Regions from separate parts of the Mus musculus genome. Here region 2 is linked to region 1. A link is a contact called in public HiChIP or PLAC-seq data. All regions are on one chromosome and are shown on one strand. The core of a region is the stretch at or near the end of the contact, and the rest is flanking DNA. Distances in the headings are between cores, read along the strand shown.

Region 1 (3,499 bases), core at 569-3,068:
CCCGCTTGCCTGAAGCAACTGCTTCGTGTGCACAGAGCAGCCTCTCAAGAACAACCTATACCAACTATGTCTCTTAGCCTCATTCCAAGAGCACACACATTAAGCTGTACTTAAATTTCTCTTAACTTTTAAAAGTGCTTTTGCCCAATACCCTGGTTTGAGTTGTTAAATAGAATGTAAGCAGTGACAGTCTGAAGTTTATAAAATGTTGGACTATGTTAGAATCACAGGGTAGGTTGGACTCTCCCCCCTGACACACATCCTGCTGACATTAGCATGACATAAGAAATGTTGCTGGGGTCTCAGTTCCAAGTGTTCTTTTTCCTTCTTTCTTTCTTCCTTTCTTTCTTCCTTCCTTCCTTCCTTCCTTCCTTCCTTCCTTTCTTTCTTTCTTTCTTTCTTTCTTTCTTTCTTTCTTTCTTTCTTTCTTTCTTTCTTTCTTTCTTTCTTTCTTTCTGGGGTGTTTTTGTTGTTTTTGTTTGTTTGTTTGTTTCAAGACAGGGTTTCTCTGTGTAGCCCAAGCTGTCCTGGAACTCACTTTGTAGAACAGGCTGGCCTCGAACTCAGAAATCTTCCTGCCTCTGCCTCCCAAGTGCTGGGATTAAAGGCGTGCGCCACCACCGCCCGGCTCTTATTTCTTATTATCAGGCCATCTCCCCCATTCCTTTTACAGGGAAAGCTGACGGCGAGGACACCAGTATGATGGTCTGGAATGGCCAGTGTGACCATGGCTGTGAGATGTTTTGGCAGAAGTCAGCAAAGAAAGCAAAAGAGGCTGACAAAGGAAAGACTTCAGGTGAAAACAAGAGGGGCCCAAGTATGGAAGGCCTGCCCAAAGCTGATGTCTTTTTAACCAGTTACAGCCAAGGCAGGCCTGTGAGGAAAGGAAGCCTCCTGCTTAAGAAATCTTGATTCTGAATGTGGCTAATTCAATGCAAGGTGTTGAAAGATCCTCGCAGAATGTAAAAGGACACAGAAGCCCTGAAATTGGCAAGATAGACGTCAGTGTTAGCAGAACTAGCTTCACTGATTTAGAAAAATAGAGGTGCACAATGCTCTGGCCACTCCTTGAACCTGTGTGTCTGCCAATGTTCTGACCAGGTGTGTGCCCATTGCTGCACCTTCATTAGACTCTTTCCTTGTACCCCTCCCATACCCATTTCTTGAGAATAGACATTGTTTAGATCTGGAAATCCCCTAATCTCCCCCTTCTCCTTTCCCCCCTGAGGGCCTATAAAAACTGGGAACTCTTTTCTCTCGAGGTCGACTCCTCTGCCCCTGCGTGGGATATGAGTCGTCCCCAGAGCTCTGGCTTTCCCCGAATAAAGCCTCATGTGGTTTGCAACAAGCTCGGTCTGTCGTGAGTTCTTGGGTGTCCGCTATTGTCCTGAGGCCTGAGCGAGGGGCTCCTCTCGGAGTCTTTCAGTGTTAGTTTTGATCTTGTTCTGGTTATGTCAAGACGAAAAAGACAAAGTGGAGTCACTGACCAGACGTATTAGTGTTCCTCTTGCTTTAGAAATCAGTAAGGTTGCTGGACTTACAGGTAATGAATGGGAGATTAAAATAGCAGAAGAGACTTGGAGGTGTAGTTCAGTGGGTAGAGTTCTTGTCTAGTGTACATGGAACCCGGCATATCATAGACTGGGTGTGCTGGGGCACACCTGTAATGCACACTCTGGAGGTGGAGAACTAGAAGCTCAAGATCATTCTTGGCTATGCAGAAGAGTTTGAAGAAGGTTGGGGCACATGGGACCCTGACTGACTGCCTTAGCTCTTAGCACAAGCACATCCTACCAAACGTAGTGTCACGTGTAGTGTGCTCTTTTCTGTAGCTTGATACTGACATCTGGAATGTACCTTCTTGTTTTGTGTTCTGAAATAAATGGAAGTGGTTACATTTACTGACACTAGATGGCATCACATAGCCAATTATGCTGGCAACAGGTGTTTCATGGCCAGCCTGGGAACTGGTTTTGGTGAGTCAATTGGAGATGATGAAATTCGTGTAGAACTGTGTAGTCGTTCTCAAAATAGTGCCTGAGATAAACCCAGCAGAGAAGAAACAGAAAAAAACTTCAAAGTGTACTAGAAATTTTATTGGCTATGACATCCCAAAACGCTTGAATTATTTAAAACTGAACACAACATTGTAGTAGATAAAGATTAAGTTTCTTGTCACCAGAATACCATCTCTGTCTCTGCAAAGTGACCAGACAGCCGTCTGTCTGCACACAGAGACTGAGACAGTATCACTCTGGAGTCCAACCCAACCTGGTCTGACCTTAGACTCTATAGTGCTGAACTTACAGTTAAATGCCAGCACGAACCCTGTGTGTGTGTGTGTGTGTGTGTGTGTGTGTGTGTGTACACATGTGTGTGGTATGTGTGTGTGTGTGTAGTGTGCGTGTGTGTGTGTGTCTGTGTGTGTGTCATAAAATGTGTGTGGGAGCCAAAGGAGGACTCATGGAAATCAGGTATTTTCTCCACCAGTGGATCCTGGGATCCCACTCAGGTTGTCAAGCTGGGCAGCAAATGCCTGTACCCAGTGAACCACCTCGCCAATCCTGAAAGCCACTGAATTCCAGTCTTTCTTGGGGACTTTCTTTGCTTTGTAGTTCAATGAGTGAAGATTTGCTACTAAAGAGTGATCCATTGTTGCCCCCCAAAAATGAAGTACAAAAAAATTACAAAGATGCTGTTTAAAAGCATTCGATTGTTCCTGGGGCTGGAGAGAGACAATGGCTCAGTGGGAAAAGTGCTTGCTCTGCCAGCAGGAAAGCCCTGAGTTCAGATCCCCAGCACAGCATAAAAGCTGAGTGTAGTGGCTTATTTCTGTAACCTTAGTGCTGGACAGGCAGACAAGGAAAGTCCAGGAGTGCACAGCCAGCCAGTCTGGCCAAAAGTGGGAGCTCCAGATTTACTGAGAGATCCTGTCTCAAAAGAAGTAAATGGAGAGTGGTGAGAAGCACACTTGTCACCAGCTCTGGTCTCCATATGTGCACACTTACGCACGCGCACACACACACACACACACACACACTGCAGATGTAGGCATGCACACATCTGTGTAAACACAAACGTAATAACTAATGTTGAATTGCAAATATATTTCAGTGGAATAGGAAGCAATAGGGAAATTAGGAAGCTGCATAATTAATTCCCAGGAAGAGGTGACAGGAGCCATGACCTCAGTCATGGCCCTTGTGAATATTTTCTAGCTTACATAAACAATCCTGAGAGAACATTTATGGTCATAACAGTAAGAATGTTTGTGGGTAAAGAGGACACTGTGACCGTTGGTTCCAGGAGCTGCAGATTGCCACTTGACCTTCAGAGAGCCCCCGGGGTCTTCCCCCCTCCCTTGGAGCTTCCTCTTGCTTATGCTTATATTGCCACTCCTGAATAAAGTTTTCAGAGCTTGATCAGTATGATTGACTTGCTCTCATTCTTCCTGTCTCTTTCCCTTGCCCTGGCGCTGATTATCCCTGCAGGGTGGGGC
Region 2 (3,499 bases), core at 288-2,787, 170 kb after region 1:
AGGGTTTCCATAGGACTTCCTGCGCTTCTGCTGGGGAAAGATGTGCTGGCCTGACTAAAGGGGGGGGGGGTGCATTTGCAGAAATGGATACAGTACAGTCCGCTGTACTGAAAGGAGGAAACCAAGCGGCCAAGTATGTCGCTCGGTTGGTGGAGTGCTTGCCTAGCATGTACAAAGCCCTGGGTTCAACCCCTAACCCTGCATAAACAGCCACCGTGGCCCACAAGTGTAAGCCCAGCACTTGAGAGGTGGAGGCAGGAAAATCAGAAGTTCAAGGTCATTTTTGGCCACAGAGAATTAGAGACCAGCCTGGGAGGCAGGAAACTTTATCTTTAAAAATCAAAAAGCAGAGACAGAAATTAGAGAGATGACTTTTCAGATTAAGGTGCTTGCTATGAAAGCACGTGGCCCTGAGTTCAAATTCAAGGTGCCCACATAAAAAGCAGAGCACAGCAACACACACCTGTAACCCTGACTTTGGGGGGTGGGGTGGGGCAGAGACAGGAGAACCTCTGGGGTTTGTTGGCCACCAACCTAGTGCTGGGTTTAGTGAGAGACACCGTCTTAAGAGGATAAGGTAGAAAGTGACCGAGCAGGACACCTGTCATACTCCTCTGGTCACCATACCCACACACGTGTGTGCACACACCATGTGCACACCCATACACGTATGTAAACACTGAACACTGGGGGGTTTAGATGCAAAGGGGAAGGACGCCAAATTATCAATGTTGGTCTGTGAGCATTCTAGCTCCGTGAAAAATACAATGAAAATATAGCTGTCTGGTTTTTTGTGAAATTCAAATAAAAGGATTTTTTTAATGGATAGTAAAATCATATTACTAGGCATGGTGTGTGTCTACTCCCTTTGAAACAGCTCCCAAGTCTTATTAGTGTTTTTTAAAAATACAGATGTAACATGGCATTTTCTACATAAAATTATCTCCGTGATATTTAAAGTGAATTTTAAAGTGAGCCAGAAGCCAGTCTGCTTAAAATGCAACCAGGAAGGGCTGCCTCCTGGGACGGGAGTCACACAGTTCTCTGTGAGTTTCAGGCCAGCCAGGGCTACAAAATGAAGACTGCATAGTGAAACTGGGTGTCAGGAAACACACAAGCCGGCCAGTGATACTCTCCGGGAGGAGGGGCTGCTCCTTGCTGTGTCCGAGTCGGTGTTGCATGTGTGTGTCATGTGTGTCTTTTTCAGGCCTGACATGCAGCCTTACCACCCTCAGCCTGCTGGTAGTCTGCATCCTGCTTCTGCTGGCATTCCTCGGAGTGGCCGTCTACTTTTACTGTGAGTCAGTGCCTGCGGGACATTGAAGGGCCCCCACTTTCTACCTGAAGTGTGTGTATACTAGGAGTTCTTTGTTCACTAAAATAGCAGAATAAATAGTAAACCTACCGCCAGCAAACCTTATGGCTTAACAGCAGCTTTCTGTTTTTGAGAGACTTGGGGAGTTCAGGAACTTGAACTCAGGGCATGTTGGGTGCTCTCTACCACTGAGACACACAGGCCCACCACCGACCCAGGAAGCCAAAGAGAGATTCCACCTGTGTCAGCAGTCAGATGAACGCTAGGTTTGAGTCCACTGTAGCTCACTGTTCTACCTTTGAATGACTTTGATCTTGGTCTCAGTGGATCTCAGCTGCCTCACCCAGGAGTAAAATATTGCCTACATACAAGAGATGCATTAAAAGCTGCTATCTATAATGTCCTTGGGACTCATGTGCTAGGTACATGGGGGCTCATGGCCAGTAGCCATGAAAGCTGGGTACCCCAAAGAGCTCACCCTTCCCCAGTGACACTGCAGGGAGATTCTCATGGCTGGTGCTCTTAGCTCCTCTGTCACCCAGGCTCTGCAGTCACTGACCTAGAGGAGAGGCCAGACTACCCCTGGTCCTGGTCACCTCTGACACCTCGAGCACATCACCGTCTCTCCCTGGGCATCTATAAAGGGAAGCAGGAAACATCAGGGCCACCAAGCAGATCAGTGTCTCTTACATTTTCCAGGTCACAGGTTCCTTTGATTTAACAGCTGTGGCCCCCACCCCGGAGAACAGAGCTGAGAGCATAAGTGCTTTGGTACACTGTTATCCTCTGCAAACCCTGTTATAAGAACCCCAGTGGTCTAGCTGAACCTGGTGCACATGCCTGTAATCCCAGTACTTGGGAGGCAAAGGTTGAAAGATCAGGAGTTCAAGGTCAGCCTTGGCTACATAGTGAATTTGAGGTTTGAGGCCAGCCTGGGCCACCTAAGACTCTGTTTCCAAAACATATAAAAATGTTCTGAGGAAGCAAACACAGCACGCTTCTCTCTCCTCCCTGCATTCTGGAAGGAGTGTGCCGCACTGCTTTGGATGCCTTTTAAGTTCTGCTGCTGCCAGATGCAAAAAAAGCAATGGCCTTTGTTTTGTGCTATTGAAATTTGAACCAGGCCTGGTGTCCCACCACTGTCCTAGGCACCCAGTCTCCAGGAAAGCTTATTTAAGGTACAAACTGGATTAGAGGAAATGCACTAAAACTCTGGCACCAGCTACATGGCTTTCAGGCAAGTTATTTGACAACTCACATGCTGCGTGTCTCAGTTTCCACCCACGTGAGATGGGTAGAGTAGGGTAGCATTCATGAAGGCTATTAGAATCATGGAATGGATGACTGAGTAATTTTTAAACACTTCAAACCTATATAAGCAAGCAACAAAAGTGAGAAGTGTGAGGAATCTGGGGACCACCCTAGCACCCCAGAAGAAGCCTTGGGCGTTGGCTAACCATGCTGCCTTCCTCTCGGGCTCTGAGGTTTTGATGCCAGTGATCCACCAACCAGCGCTGACTTGTTTGTCTCTGCTCTGCTCTTCCAGGTGTGCGGAGGAGAGCCCGAATTCACTTCATGAAACAGTAAGTGCTGTTCTCCAAAAAGTCACGAACTCGGGGGCCTGAGAGTTTGGATGACTTGACAGAGGGTTTGCCTAGCGATCCCCTGCATCACATAAACCAAGATCATGGCTTACTCCAAGCACGCCTTTAAACCCAAAAGTTGGGAGGAAGAAGCAGGCGATTTCTGTGAGTTTAAGGCTAGCCTGGTCTACATAGTGAGTTCCAGGACAGCCAGGGCTACAGAGAGAGAGAGAGAGACCCTGACTAAAGAAAAAGGAAGTTCCCAGTCATCCTCAGTTACACTGAAAGTCCAAGGCCAGGCTCACTACAGATCCTATCTCTCGAATAACTAACCAGCGACGGAAGTTTAAAAGTACATGAAAAAAGATCACCCTGTATCTGTCGGCCCTTAGCAAAGGGCTTGTGCAAGACAGAGGCTATGGTTCCCTGGCTTCAGGTCTAAGATTTCATCTCCTAGGATGAGCTAGGATAGGCTCAGATTGTGTTCCTGGATTTGATTCAGTGCTGCTGTTTCAAGACGGGGTGTCTTATAGTCCACTCTGGTCTCCAACTCGCTATTTGCCAAGGCTAAGCTTTAACTACCAATCCTCCTACCTCTACC

What was found. HiChIP or PLAC-seq counts read pairs in DNA pulled down with a chosen protein or histone mark.
Region 2: an H3K27ac HiChIP or PLAC-seq map of double positive thymocytes shows a contact between it and region 1, with 4 times the contacts expected there. The contact joins two enhancer-like sites. A contact is called at or near these places in 8 of 39 promoter capture datasets (the 3T3-L1 cell line, the HPC-7 cell line, HPC-7-derived erythroid cells and 6 more), 2 of 484 Hi-C or Micro-C datasets (bone marrow-derived macrophages and nephron progenitors), 4 of 115 datasets of contacts at active chromatin or transcription factors (CD8 T cells, double positive thymocytes, embryonic stem cells and 1 more) and 4 of 9 other capture datasets (adipose tissue, liver, macrophages and 1 more).

Annotation. Positions count from the first base shown.
Region 1 is chr6:71,165,038-71,168,536 of GRCm38.p6, forward strand. No RefSeq gene overlaps it. Among named protein-coding and RNA genes, the nearest start is that of Gm38827, 13 kb to the left of the region's middle. Within about 2 kb of position 1,819, at least 22 of the 459 cell types and tissues checked have an H3K27ac peak or open chromatin away from gene starts, as enhancers often do. A contact at or near this core is called in double positive thymocytes, where this site is marked.
Region 2 is chr6:71,331,229-71,334,727 of GRCm38.p6, forward strand. It overlaps Cd8b1 (CD8 antigen, beta chain 1), which reads left to right. Exons shown (of 6, transcript NM_009858.3): 4 at 1,208-1,297; 5 at 2,862-2,898. Among named protein-coding and RNA genes, the nearest start is that of Cd8b1, 10 kb to the left of the region's middle. RefSeq lists enhancers at 1-2,885, 2,880-3,499. Within about 2 kb of position 1,538, at least 11 of the 459 cell types and tissues checked have an H3K27ac peak or open chromatin away from gene starts, as enhancers often do. A contact at or near this core is called in double positive thymocytes, where this site is marked.